3 separate regions of the Mus musculus genome follow, and all the other regions are linked to region 2. The links are chromatin contacts, called in public ChIA-PET and promoter capture Hi-C maps. All regions are on one chromosome and are shown on one strand. The core of a region is the stretch at or near the end of the contact, and the rest is flanking DNA. Distances in the headings are between cores, read along the strand shown. Region 1 overlaps LOC115488798 (a long non-coding RNA gene). Region 2 holds the start of Kcng3 (potassium voltage-gated channel, subfamily G, member 3). Region 3 overlaps Eml4 (echinoderm microtubule associated protein like 4).

Evidence for each region. Promoter capture Hi-C pulls out the DNA fragments that hold promoters and counts their contacts. ChIA-PET counts read pairs in DNA pulled down with a chosen protein or histone mark.
Region 1: a promoter capture Hi-C map of trophoblast stem cells shows a contact between it and region 2, with 2.7 times the contacts expected there. The contact joins the enhancer-like site here to the promoter of Kcng3 in region 2. A contact is called at or near these places in 10 of 39 promoter capture datasets (the 3T3-L1 cell line, the C10 cell line, the HPC-7 cell line and 5 more), 13 of 484 Hi-C or Micro-C datasets (B cells, the G1E-ER4 cell line, the P5424 cell line and 4 more), 3 of 115 datasets of contacts at active chromatin or transcription factors (embryonic stem cells and neural tube) and 3 of 9 other capture datasets (adipose tissue, embryonic stem cells and pancreatic islet).
Region 3: a contact with region 2 is called in an RNA polymerase II ChIA-PET map of memory CD8 T cells, with 44 read pairs. The contact joins the enhancer-like site here to the promoter of Kcng3 in region 2. A contact is called at or near these places in 9 of 39 promoter capture datasets (the 3T3-L1 cell line, the C10 cell line, the HPC-7 cell line and 5 more), 4 of 484 Hi-C or Micro-C datasets (cerebral cortex, cortical neurons, liver and 1 more) and 3 of 115 datasets of contacts at active chromatin or transcription factors (effector CD8 T cells, embryonic stem cells and memory CD8 T cells).

What each region holds. Positions count from the first base shown.
Region 1 is chr17:83,484,277-83,488,477 of GRCm38.p6, forward strand. LOC115488798 (a long non-coding RNA gene) reads right to left here. Exons shown (of 2, transcript XR_003952357.1): 1 at 2,002-4,201. Among named protein-coding and RNA genes, the nearest start is that of Gm46594, 13 kb to the left of the region's middle. Within about 2 kb of position 1,790, at least 6 of the 459 cell types and tissues checked have an H3K27ac peak or open chromatin away from gene starts, as enhancers often do. A contact at or near this core is called in trophoblast stem cells, where this site is marked.
Region 2 is chr17:83,630,598-83,634,945 of GRCm38.p6, forward strand. It overlaps Kcng3 (potassium voltage-gated channel, subfamily G, member 3), which reads right to left and starts at 1,298. Exons shown (of 2, transcript NM_153512.1): 1 at 366-1,298. The coding sequence starts at 1,021.
Region 3 is chr17:83,452,103-83,456,575 of GRCm38.p6, forward strand. Eml4 (echinoderm microtubule associated protein like 4) reads left to right here. Exons shown (of 23, transcript NM_001379374.1): 14 at 2,299-2,450; 15 at 3,930-4,055; 16 at 4,140-4,271. Among named protein-coding and RNA genes, the nearest start is that of Gm46594, 19 kb to the right of the region's middle. Within about 2 kb of position 1,684, at least 26 of the 459 cell types and tissues checked have an H3K27ac peak or open chromatin away from gene starts, as enhancers often do. A contact at or near this core is called in effector CD8 T cells and memory CD8 T cells, where this site is marked.

The DNA.
Region 1 (4,201 bases), core at 540-3,039, 150 kb before region 2:
CAGCCTGGTCTATAAAGTGAGTTCCAAGACAGCCAGGGCTACACAGAGAAACCCTGTCTCGAAAAACCAAGAAAACAAAACAAAACCTGCCTCCTCTCTGCACTACTCCCTTAAGTAGCTTCCCTTTCCTCTCTTGTGACAGTTGGGCAGATCCTATTCTGTCAAATCTTTCTCTGATTCATCACTTTTCTGACAACTAGACATCACTTTCAAAAATGGGTGCTTCCTTGTACAAACTAACTTTACCTCCACTGTTGGAGATTAAAGGTGTGTGCCAAGGGCTGAGCCACACCACAACTAGAAACGGGGGGGGGGGGGGGGGGGTGTTGTTGTTTGGTTGGTAGGTTGACTTCTTTTGTTTTTTTTTCAGTAAATGACATCATTTTTGAGTTCACAGTATGATTCTGCAATATATTAGTGGGGCCATTTTAAAACCCAAAACCTGGGAGATTGTCTCATGTAGTCAGGTTGACTCCAAGCTTGTTTGTTCTATAGCTGAAAACAACATAAAAGAATCTTGTGCATCCACCTGCTCAGTGGGTGCTGAGCTCACAGGCACGTGCCACCAACTACAGGCCTTCTCCATGCTTGGCAGACTTTCTACCAATTCACCAAACTGCACTGACAGCAAAGCCTTTCTGTGCTTCTCTGACCCCATGTGTCTCTGACCTTGTGCACCAAAGGTGCCCTACCCCAAGTCATCAGATGACTTGGTGAAACTGGGTGGCATCTGTTGCTTTCCTGCCTGCTTTGCCATCACAGGTGTCTCAGAGAATTTCTTGCCATAGTGGCATCACAAAGGGATCTAGGGGTGAACTTCTGAGGTATGACACAGGTCACTGGTGGCAACCCAAGCCCTCTGACCTCATCTGGTCCATCCCAGTGATACATGTTGACTTGTTCTCATCCAAAATGCTTGGGGCCAGAAGTATTTAAAGGTTCAGGCTCTCTTGGTATTTTTTGTTTGCATACAAATTCATACACATAATGAAATATCAATGGATGAGATTCGAGACTAAACTTATATATATACACGGCTGGAAAGTAATTTTACACCTTAAATGTCTGCATCCTGAGTATGGTCTGTCATGTGAGGTCAGGCATGGATGGAGCCTTCCTCCCACTGGTGGCATCATCGTAGTAATCAAGAAGTTAGAAGTTTCAGGTTTGCCCAGTCTGTAGCAGTTCCCACTTCCCGCAGCAAATGGGGGACATGGCCATGGCTGTGCCGTGTCACTAGTGAGGCAAGACATCCTGTTTTGCTCCAAGAGGCACTGTTCACTTCTTATTCTTGGAACCGTCTCCTAAAGCCACCCCTGGCCCTGCTTTCCTAAGTGCCTGGCCTGAGCCATCTTCCTTTTTTGAGAACTAATCAAATGAAGGAGGATGAAGGATGAGCAGCCTCGTGAGGCTCTGCATAGCTGAAAGAGACCACCAGCTTTCTCCCAAGTGACTGCGTTGCAGGAAAAAAACCTGTTTTGTGTGACCTACTGTTCACTGCCTCAGTGTATCTCATCACCAGAATCATTAGCAAAAATGTTTGCTGGGCCTTGACATTTTCCATTTAGAAGATGAATTAATTCTGAACAAAGCCAAGAATCCCCTTAGTAGGAAGAGACACAATCCCAGAATCCTCCACCCCCACCCCCCCCCCCAGCTAGTAGATCAGCCCTCTGCCCCGGGGGGGGGGGGGTGAGGAATCTAACAGAAAACTCTAACCAGTCCCTCCATTATGTCATGTCGTTGCTGTCTGTAGAAATCACTAGATCTCTGTCACCAAGTGAGCCTTCTGGCCATAGTGACAAAGACCCAGTTTTAGCTGCAGTAATTACTTGGATCCTGTTGAAGTGTCGCCTGTGGTAGACGGAGGTGCTGCCTCAGCTTCTGGCCCCATGAGAAAAGAGCAATAAAGAAAGTTTGGGACTCTGCCTCAGTCTGCTCAGGCAAGGCCGGCCTCTGTGGCTATGAATGAATGGCATTCGCCATCTTGATTCATGGTACCTGAAAATCTGTCCCCTTGGGAGCACAGCAGTGTCTGTCCTGGTCAAGCAACGGGACACGCTGTTAGGAGCGCCAGGAGAGGCCACAGCTGGCTCCAGTAATGAAGCTGCCATTCACAGTCAACAAAGCTGAAGTCATTTCCCTGGGAAACACATTAAGATAGAAGAGTTTTCTTTATTAAATCATAGTAGTTGGTTCCTTTTTTCATTAAACATTAACGAAGTTAAACACCGAGATCTGTCTAAGGGGGCACTGAGGAAGCCAGATACAAAACACAGGAGACTTCATGGATACACCTTCTCCCTGTGGATCTCAGCAACTGCTTGCCCACACATTTCCCTCGAACCATATACAGTTTAAACAGTGACACCTCTTCCATTCTGGGGCCTTGGCCCCACCTCTGTCTGGAGAGCTGGGGGTGTTAAAGCAGGCTGGATCATCACTCCATGAGCTCTGAGGGCAGACAAAGGGTCCCCATTCTGTCTCCAATACCCCACAACAGAATCAAGGATGGCGGCATAGTATGTGCCTTGGAGGGCACTGGCTATGGAGATGAAACAAGTCCCTCAGCACAAAGTTGGGGTACCTACTCCAGGTAACCCCAGATTTGCTTACTGAAGACCTGCAGAAAAGGCCAGATAGGGGAGCCCCATGAAGAAGCACAGAAGACTTGTGGAGAGTGAGAGACATCCTAGGGAGCCAGAGAATCAACGAGGAAAGCCAAGCCAAGGCTTCACAACCCAACATCTGGGTCAGCTGGTAGCACTGCTGTGCATCCAAGCTTCCGAGCATGGAGACAGAGGCAGAACTGAATTCTCCCATGGAGTTAGGCTGCCTGCTCCAGTCTGGTCACCAACTACCCATTCAGACCACACTGAGGTTCCTCTGGACCTAAAGCACCAGAAGACAGGGAGGGAGAAGAGACACTCGGGCAAGTTATTATGTGTTCTCACCCTGTGCACCACCCACATACACATGATAATTCATTTTAAAGGCCTACCATATATAGCTGCCTTCCTGAGCCACTGGTACCAGGACTCAGGATCTCAGCAGCCAAGAAGGACCAATGTTACATGGGCCTCATGAGTTCTGGGGGTCTGGAGCTCACCTTGAGGAACCCTGTGTTGGCATAGACGTTAGCATGAGTTATAACACATCGGATCTGTAATCAACTGGAAAGAGACAGAAGTAAACTATGCTGGATTACCAGGAGTCCAGCAGCACTCAAGAAGCTGTCTTCTGCTATGGACACTACATCCAGCCGCCCCAGCCCCAAGCAAGGTCACCAGCACTCAAGAATGAGCACCCATAAAGGCTCAGAGTGAGCAAGGCCTACCTCAAACAGCACAGCATCCTCTCCATCTGACCTCACAGGGCTTCCTAGAACACCACTAGGCTTGCCTAGGCCACCTCAGCTCTCCCTTCACTTTACTTTAGCCTCTCCCGACACCCCGTGGCCTCTGTCCGAGGCTCAGTTCTCCCCCAACATCTGTGAGCAAGTCCCAAAAATGGGAGCTTCAGGCAGCTGGGCATGTACAAAGTTAGAAAACCATTTCCCAAGGACTACTTCAAGGAAGAGATGACACAGCCCCCCCCCCCAAGTATAAACAAAGGCTCCTCTGTACGAGTCTGCCTTAATTAGAATGGCAGGTCGTTGAGAGCAATTTAATGTTGGTTCATGAAAGGTTAATGAAATTCATGCTTTGGAAGTGTTGAAGACAACACAGACTTAACCAGAAACACAAATCTAACCTTTATTCTCTTTAATTATTCGGTCAGAATAATTTCCTTGGAGCTGGATTAGTCTCAAGATGGTTCTAATTAAACACCAGTGAACTTTGAAATCAACATCAACTCATTGAGATGCAACTCAATTTTCAAATTAATCTGCTGTGTAACCCAGAGGGTTGGTGGCCTGGATGAGGGCGGGGAGAGAGAGGGAAAGCTTTGAACCACTAGGGTATGCTTGGCTTTAGCCTCCAGTGGCAAAACCCTTCTATAACCCTCACTTGTACCATCCCAAAAGCTGGGCTAACCTGTGCCATCAGGTTTGTGGCCCCTGGCCCCGAAGTCCCCACAGTCCCCACACTCCCTTTCATTCAACATCTATCTACTGCCTCCCCTAACTTAGTCCATTACCCCCTCCCTATTTCCCTCCCTCCCCTTATTTCTTCTGCCCTCCACCACCACCACCCATCTC
Region 2 (4,348 bases), core at 48-2,547:
GCACATATTTCAAAGAGCTCTTAGCTCAAACTGAATCATCGTGCAAATTATTGCGTGTTAGCAATAAAAGTTTGGAAAATCTAATTAGCAGGTTGCTATTTGGTCAGAACTAAAACACAAAGCCTGGAGGTTTTACTCTAAAAGGTGAGACCCAAGCACAACCACAGGCTGCGCCTGTGAAAAGGGGGCGGGGTTGGGGACCCATAGATTCCTCACACCCCTCGGCTGGAGCGCCAGGGACCTCCTGGGGCAGGAAAAAAGCCTAGCTGAGCTGCCAGGCAGACAGGACGGAGACCGGACGGACGGACGGCACGGATAGACGGGACTGGACGGACTGGACGGGCAAAAAAAGCAGTGCGTCCTACCCGGAGGGTTCCCTCCCAGGGCTGGCGGAGTACCTGCTCCGGTCATCCAGACTGCGGTTGTCAGCAACCGCCGCACGCCAGTCGGGCAGCGTGCTGGCGCACAGCACCACCATGGACACGATCACGAACACCACGGACACGCTGGCCAGGATCTGCGCGGCCAGCGACGACGTGGGCTCCTCGAAGGTCCGCCGCATGCGCTCCAGCCAGCGCCGGGAGGGGGCCGCCTCGGGTCCGGCGGGACGAGGCTGCTCGCGGCCCAGCTCGTCTGCCGCGTGAAAGGTGTGGGTGTCGGACATGCGGTCGTCTAGGCGGCGCTGGCAGCAGTACTCCAGGTGCGCACCCTCCAGGCCCCAGTAGATCATCTCGTTGTAGAAGGAGAGCTCGCACATCCGCGGCGCGAAGCGCAGCTTCCCGTGGCCGCGCACGTACAGCAGGATGAAGCCGAAGGCCTCCGAGTGTCGGTCGAAGAAGTACTCGTTGCGCTCCCGGTCGTAGTCGTCGCACACTTCGAGCACGTCGCGCTCCGAGCGGCAGCCGTGCAGCCGGCTCACGCGGCGCAGCGGGAAGTCCTTGAGCAGCTCCCGGGACAGCGAGTACCGGGCGCCGCCCACGTTCAGCACCACCGAGGCCGCCCCGCCGCGCCCGAAGGTCATGGCTGGCCGCCCCGGGGGCCTGCCCGCCGCGCGCACGGGGAGGCCGCGCCGTCGGGGCCCGAGCTCCCCCGGGGCTCGCGCCCCGCACCGCCCGCGTCCCCCGCGGTGTCAGTGCCGCCGCCCCTCGCTCCCGGGTTCGCCCTCCCGAATCCGGGTGGCTGGCCGCAGCTCCAGGTGGCGCCGGTCTCCCAGAGGGCGAACGTTAGCCGAGGCACCGTGGGCAGGTCTGCCCGGTCCCCGGCGCACGCAGCCCCGCCGCCGTCCAGAGGCGAAAGGCAAAGTGAGCCGGCTCCGGCGGCGAGGAGCGGGCTCCGGGAGGCGGGGGCGGGGCCTCCCTCGCCGTCCTCCTCCTCGCCCGCCGGCTCCGCGCGCTCCGCTCCCTCCGCGCGCACCTCCTTGCCCGCCCGCGCCCGCACCTCCCGGCTCGCTCCGGCTGGGATTCCCCGGCGCCCCGCCCCGGACCTCGGGCTCCCCGCCTCGTGACGCCGTGCGCCCCCGCCCGCAGTGGCCGGGAGGGGTGCGCAGGGCGTGATGCGAGCTGCGGGGAGCCCCGGGGCCATCCGGATGATGGACACACCTCCCCCAGGCTCCTTTAAAGAGTCCCCCGAAGGGAGGAGACAGGAGGGAAGGAGGGGTGCTGAGGTGAGGACCAAGGTGCGAGGTTTGAAGTAGGGAGCAGACGGCGTCTGGATGAGCCTTTGCCAGAGACTGTTGGAAACCCTGGTCGGCTTCTAAGGCCGCCCCAAAGGATTTCTCAAAGCAGGCAACCCAGTCGCGGCTTTGCCTGCAGACTTTGCGCTTCCTCTCCGCGCGTGGGGCACCCCACGTGCCGTGCGCTCCGAAGGCGGCCGCGCACCAAGCTCTCCCCACCCCCTGCTCCCTGAGGGATGCCATGGGCCAACGGACTCGCCCTAGTCCCCCATCTTTCCCAGCCTTGGGGTCCTAAGAAGGCGCCTACACCGCTCTCACGATGCCTCCGGTGGAGTCGGGTAGCAGTCTGGAGAGAATTTTCTTTCACTGGCAAGACCAGAATGTCTTATTGCCTCGATCTTGCATTCTCCTTTTCATGCTATCTCGATGTCCACTCCTTCCCTCCCCGTAGCACCCCCGTGCGACTGCGGCACCGGCCTTCAAATGCAGAGGCAGGGTTAAGGCTTGGTGGAGTGGGGTTCGACTTGGCAGGCATTATTTTAAACAGCAGTTTACACATCCGACACCGGCAACCCAGCCCGTCAAAGGCAAGAAACAGGTGAGTTATATATAAGGGAGACGGCGTTAGATGCAAAACAAACCCTGGAAATAAAAATGAATAGGGAGGGTGGAGGGGTGAGATGGGCTCCTGTGACCATGGAGTACCTGGGGAAGGGTTTTGCTTTCCCCCTCCACTTTCCTAATTTTGTAGGACTGCCCCGTGCCCGCTAGAGGTCACCATAAGGAGTCATTTGCTCTGCTTCTCGGATAGATGTTAGTGAAAACAGCCGCCTGCAAATTTGAGTTCTCTTTCTGACAAAGTCACCCTGGGTGGTTCTTAGAGAATGAAAATCTCCATAAGCTGTTTATCCCTAGACTTGGATCATTTTTTTTTAAGCACTTAATGTGATTAAAAGCTCAAAAACAAGAGTTATTTATCTGCTAAGTAGCTACTAAGCAAGGAAAACATCCTGAAGGAAGTGAATTCAATACGGAATGGAAGGAGGTGCTGGCAGAAGGAGCCAGGGACTCCGGGGGAGCAAATGCCAGATGTGAAAGATTAGCGACTGTAAAGAAAGCTAATGCATTTGTCTGGCTGGAACAACGGGAGTTCTAAGACCTGTGTCCATGCCGGGCTATCTGCAATGGGATCCCTGAAGCTTTAATAACAGAAGTGGCTAGATGAAAGCCTTAGTTTAGGAAGACGCTCTGCCCCGTGGGTTATTCTAAGGAAAAGGCTCTTTCAGCAAGCCAGGAATAGAAGCCCTAACCTCGTGTCAGTAAAAATGAAAGCCAGTTATGAGAAACCCAGCCCAGTATCTAGCAGGTCTTAGTAATGGATAGGACACAGTGACCAGAGGAATAAATAAATAAATAAATAAATAAATAAATAAAAGCAGGTGAGAACCAGCTACCAGCCTGGCTTCACACCAGCAAGAGCCAATTCACCAGCAAGTTGTTAAAAATATTCTAAAAGCAACAAGCAACAGAACAGCCATTGTGTTGGTGATTTGAACATTACTATATTTATTTCCTGTGTTCTCTATGCAAAAAAAAAAAAAAAAACCCTTTGCAGTCTGCTGTTGGAAGCATTTAGAGAAATATCTCTTTTTAAATTAAATTTGAACTTAGAAAACAGATTATTTGGTGACAATGCAGCGTAGGCTTCATAAGTTATATTTTCATATTTATCGGCTAGATAGGTTTAAATCATTTTCTTTGTTTCTAACGTAACACTCTTAGTTGATTGTGATATCATCAACCCAACAGCAACACCCGAATCATTTTCTTAAAGTATACAGAGACATGCAGAAATGATAGCTTTGTCTCGGTATAACCTGGCTTAGAGAACATTCTTACAAACAATCCTATGCCACTGTGTTCTGAGAGGACGCCTACAGGGGAATTATTACACCCGGGTTCTCTTCTGGGTTCAGGACAGTATCTGGAGGTGTCTTATCTAAATCCTTAGTACGAATTAACATTTAAAAAGCATCAGGAAGGATTTGAGCTTGAGAGAAGGTAGGTTTGTTTGTTTGTTTGTTTGTTTGCTTTTTGTTTTTCATTCTCTATGTGTCAACCCATTTCAGAGAGGTGGAACAAAGGCTTGTGGCAGATGTGGCTGGAACTTGCTAGAGACACTCTAACCACAGCAGCACGGCAGAAAGAAGGCTCAAGCCAGTCCTGGCTCTAGCCACTCCCATCTCTAGCATCTAGATTATCATCGCAACCTTCTCCCCATCATTCTTTCATGCCCTTGTGATCCGGAACAATTCCCCAAAGCATTCTCTCCTTTTCACCAAGGCATCCTTCAAACTCTAAATGGAAACCTGGGGCCAACCTGGGCTACATAAAACTATTCTCCAAAATCCTGGCTGGGGAATATAGCTTAGTTGATAAAGTGTTGGCATGCACGAAAGCCCAAATCAAATAAACTGGGCTTAGTGGTCCATTCTTGTAATCCCAGCATACAGGAGTTCAGATTGTCCAAGATGGCTTCTGGGCTCATCCTTCAGGGAAAGCAGGCTGCAAAATGCCAAGTGATATCTAACAAATCCCTTAACCTCAAATCTCAATCTTTCGTGCATAAGATGGCGATGAGGATACTTCTCTTAAGAGGGTGCTGTGGGTGTTAAG
Region 3 (4,473 bases), core at 434-2,933, 180 kb before region 2:
CAGGGAGCCATGGTGTTCACACCTGATGTTTAATGGGTGTTTGTGTTAGACAGGGTCTGACTGGTGGACCTAACTGACTGACCTGGAACGCATAGAGATCCACAGTCTATGCCGCCTGCGTGCAGGGAGTAAAAGTGTGTGCCACCATGCCTAGCTGTTTTTGCAATTTCTTTCCTTTTGGAGGTGGGGGTTAATTGGGGGTATGGCATGTTTCAAAACAAGATTTTTCTGTGTAGCCCTGGCTGTCTTGAAACTAGCTCTGTAGACCAGGCTGGTCTTGAACTCAGAGATCTGCCTGCCTCTGCCTCCCAAGTGCTGGGACTTAAAGCACGCACCACCACGTCTGACTAGTTTTGTAATTTCAAAACTACTTACTACTTGGACCACGTACAAGAAGGGAGAGCTTCGATATGCCTGCTCACTGTTTACACTCTTTTCCTTCCTCTGTCCTTGACTTAAGGGACTCGGCAGTGCTCAGAAAATTCACATTTTTTTAGATGTCCTTTCTCTCCTGGGCACCTGGGTGCAGTCAGCAAAGATGGATAAATTGTGTAGACAGACATCCACTGATCATACTGTGTTGCTCAAGAGGTGGGTTGTGTTTAGCTGGAGGCAGTAGATGGGAGCAGTAGGTCCATTGCGCCTTTCTACCAGGGACGCACCGCAGCTCTCACGGTCAGCTACGGCTGAAGACATTTTAGTGATGCCAAACCCTTGTTAATTTCAGCTAATTTTGCAAACTTAATGACAGCTCTAATAGAAAAGTAAGTTAATCTCAGTAAGAGCCTTGTTGATACATCGTTCACATGACATAAAGTGTGCTCCTTTTAAGAGTGCAGTCAGTAATGCTTGCTATATCCACTTATGCTCTTTGTCGGGGTCTACTAGGAAGGAGCCGTGCACCAATTAGCTTTCCCCATCTCTCAAAATAAAGTAAAATGTGTGGCTTTAGATAACTAGTTTTTTATTTGGCTTTTTGTTTTCTAACATTTTTCGCTATATAGGCCAGGCTGGTCTAGAACTTACTGTGTAGCCCAAACTGCCTCCTAGGATTATAGGTGTGCTCTACCATGACTGACGATAACTGGCAGTTTAACTTGGCAAGTTCCTAAGGTCCATCCTTCGAGACTTGTTGTCCCTTACCTCCCCTTGACCTAGTGTTCAGTCATCTAGGCACAGCCCTGTTCTACTTACTTACCCAGTCATCAGTTGCTATGCAATTTTTAAAAATGAGTGGTTTTTAAATCTTTTTTTTTTCTTCCCGTTTTTCCACAAGAGCTAAGGCTATTTTGTTGACTTTTGCCATGTTTAAACAAGGCTCTGGCTTCCATTGTGAACCTGGTAACGAATTCTGTAAGGCATTATCTCCCACAGGCTGGCTGTCCTCATGTCTCATTAGCCTCCCTTGACTGCTACAGCCCTGCCCTGAGTAAGCGACACGGACTTGGTTTGGATGAAGTCATTTCTTTTGTTTCTCAGCAGATTAGAAAGGAGAATTCAATGTTTATTAGTGATTGCCATGCCCTGAGCTTACAGAGGCTTTTGCAAAGCTCCAGGGACACTGAGGTGGGAGGCTGGGATCCTGGCTACAGCTTTACCGATACCTGGGATCCTTGCTTTGCAAACTCGTCACACTCACACTACTCTAAAACTGCACAAAGCTATCACGGGAGATGACGCTGACGTTGGTGCTGAGCTGCACTTTATATCCCCTGTGGTCTGAACAGGAAGCACTGTTGCAGCAGCTTACAGGGTTGTTTTTTGTTTTGTTTTTTTAAGGATGTATCTTGTTTATTAGTGTTCTTGCCTAGCTAGCATGCACAAGGCCTTGCTTTGATCCCCAACACTACATAAACTGAACATTTGGAAGGTAGAGACAAGATATTTAAGGCCATCCTCAACTACATTACAAGTTCAAGGCTAGCCTGGGATAACAAGAAGACCCACTTAAAAACAACTTTAATGCCTCCCCAACTCCACCAAACACAGAGAGGGAGAGAGACATACAGAGAGACAGAGACAGAGATTGAGAGAGAAAGGCTGTTGCTTACAGGGTTTTTAAAGAAAATATTTGTAGAGTGCATGATCCTGCTGTAACTGTAAAGGACTACATTCAGTCTGAAGTCTCTGTGCCTGCCATGTTTCTGTAGCTTACTGGGACCAGGTTCTTGCTTAGGGAAATGTGAACTGTCTGCGAATTCACCCTGTAGCTCTGCTAAAGCTGGTTTCCAGAGAGATACTAAAGTCTAATAAAACGTGTTTATTTCTCGTGTTTTCATTTTTTTCTTACCATATTAGGTGTGTATCAGATCAACAGACAAATCAAAGCTCATGATGGCAGTGTGTTTACACTTTGTCAGATGAGAAATGGGATGCTATTAACTGGAGGCGGAAAAGACAGAAAAATAATTTTGTGGGATCATGATCTGAACCTTGAAAGAGAAATAGAGGTAAGGCTGGGAATGGAATCTTAAAGCAAAACTCTACTCACAGCCGGGCGTGGCAGCACACGCCTGTAATCCCAGCACTGAGGAAGCAGAGGCAGGCGGATTTCTGAGTTCGAGGCCTGCCTGGTCTACAGAGTGAGTTCCAGGACAGCCAGGGCAACACAGAGAAACCCTGTCTCAAAAACAAACACAAACAAACAAACACTCTACTCATGCATTTTGTCCCATTTTGAGATAGCTTTTCTGGTTCCTTCTGTTCATTCCCTCCCCATAGGAAAGCATTTGTTACAACACAGAGGACTCTGCTCTAAACAGAATAATGTGGAGTTTGAGGGCTTTATTATGCAGTGCAAGAAATTAAACTCAGGGTCTGTCACAGGCTAGGCAGATCCAGATAAGCAGAGACATTTTAAAACCAACCCTTCCTGAGGAAGAAACGTGCCATCTCTCATTCTGTGGATCAGTTATCAGTGTGAAGGACACTGGGCGTATGTCACATAGTGTGTGAATGAAATGGTCTCACAAGGAGACCTGAGAATGGCCATTGTAATACTTTACAATCCAGTCATCCCTTCATTTCTGTAAGGGAGTAGTCTCTAGTATCTGCATAGATGCTAGAATCTGTAGGTACTGAAGTCCCTTACCCACTGTAGTCAAGTATTTCTATGGACTTAAACTTTAAATTGTCTTTGTATTGCTTACCATACCTGATACAGTGTGACTGCTATGGAAGTATTTTACTGAACTGTATAAGAACTAATCAATGGTGGGCAGGGGTAGGGTGGATACACACTCAGTACATACATACATACTCAGTACACACATACATACTCAGTACACACATACATACTCAGTACACACATACATACTCAGTACATACAGAAGGTTTTTCACCTCAGTATTTTCAGTCCATGGATGATTTAGCACTTGAATACAGAGTCTACAGATTAAAGGGCCAGCTGTGTTTTGATTTGCTGTAATTTTTATCTTTCGGTCCCTGAATAGGGAATAAATGTATTATCCCCATGTCATAGATAAATGAATGGTCTTAAGCTAAGTAACTTGCCCAGAAGAACATGAAACAAATCCCAGACCATATTCTTTATGAGCTCGGATAGAACTTCCTTCCTCCCCCACATTTCTATAACCCTCAGTATCATACAGAATATAAATGTAAATTTTACTGAAGTGGGCTGCAAGTTAGATCACTGACAAGCTTGAATAGCATGTGGGAGACCCTGTTCTACAAAGATAATTATGATAAATGTGGCAAAGAATGTTAATAATAATACATTATAACTTCTGTGTAATAAAATGTAATTGAACATTAAATTACAATCTGATGAGACCACCACATAGTTTCAGGTTTAGAGTCTGTCTTTATTACCCTCTAACTGCAGACAGCTGTGAGCATAGCGCTGTTGAGGTAGTAATTATTGCATGTCACTGTTTGTGGTAACTTCACACCTTCATTTGTTCCAGGTTCCTGATCAGTATGGCACCATTAGAGCAGTTGCAGAGGGAAGGGCAGAACAGTTCTTAGTAGGCACATCACGAAACTTTATTTTACGGGGAACGTTTAATGATGGCTTCCAAATAGAAGTCCAGGTAAGCTGTGGGATGCCCACGTTTTCTTCATTATTTCTCGACAATATGCTTTGGTTCTTACAAGGAGGGTTTTTTCGTTTTCAGGGTCATACAGATGAACTCTGGGGCCTTGCAACACATCCCTTCAAAGATTTGCTCTTGACGTGTGCTCAGGACAGGCAGGTGTGCATGTGGAACTCAGTGGAGCACAGGCTGGAGTGGACCAGGCTTGTGGACGTGAGTGCAAAGCTTCCCCGTGCAGACTCCTCCCAGTGGTGCTCGATGAAGCATTCATTTAATGTATGCTTGCAGTTTGGTAGGAGGGTCGAGAGTAAGGCATTTGTCTGGCCTCCTTCCAGTGTGAATCCACACTCAGAAGCAGGAGTTGGATGCTTTCCTTTCAGTTTCAGTAGTAAACTTACAAAGACTTTGTACATTT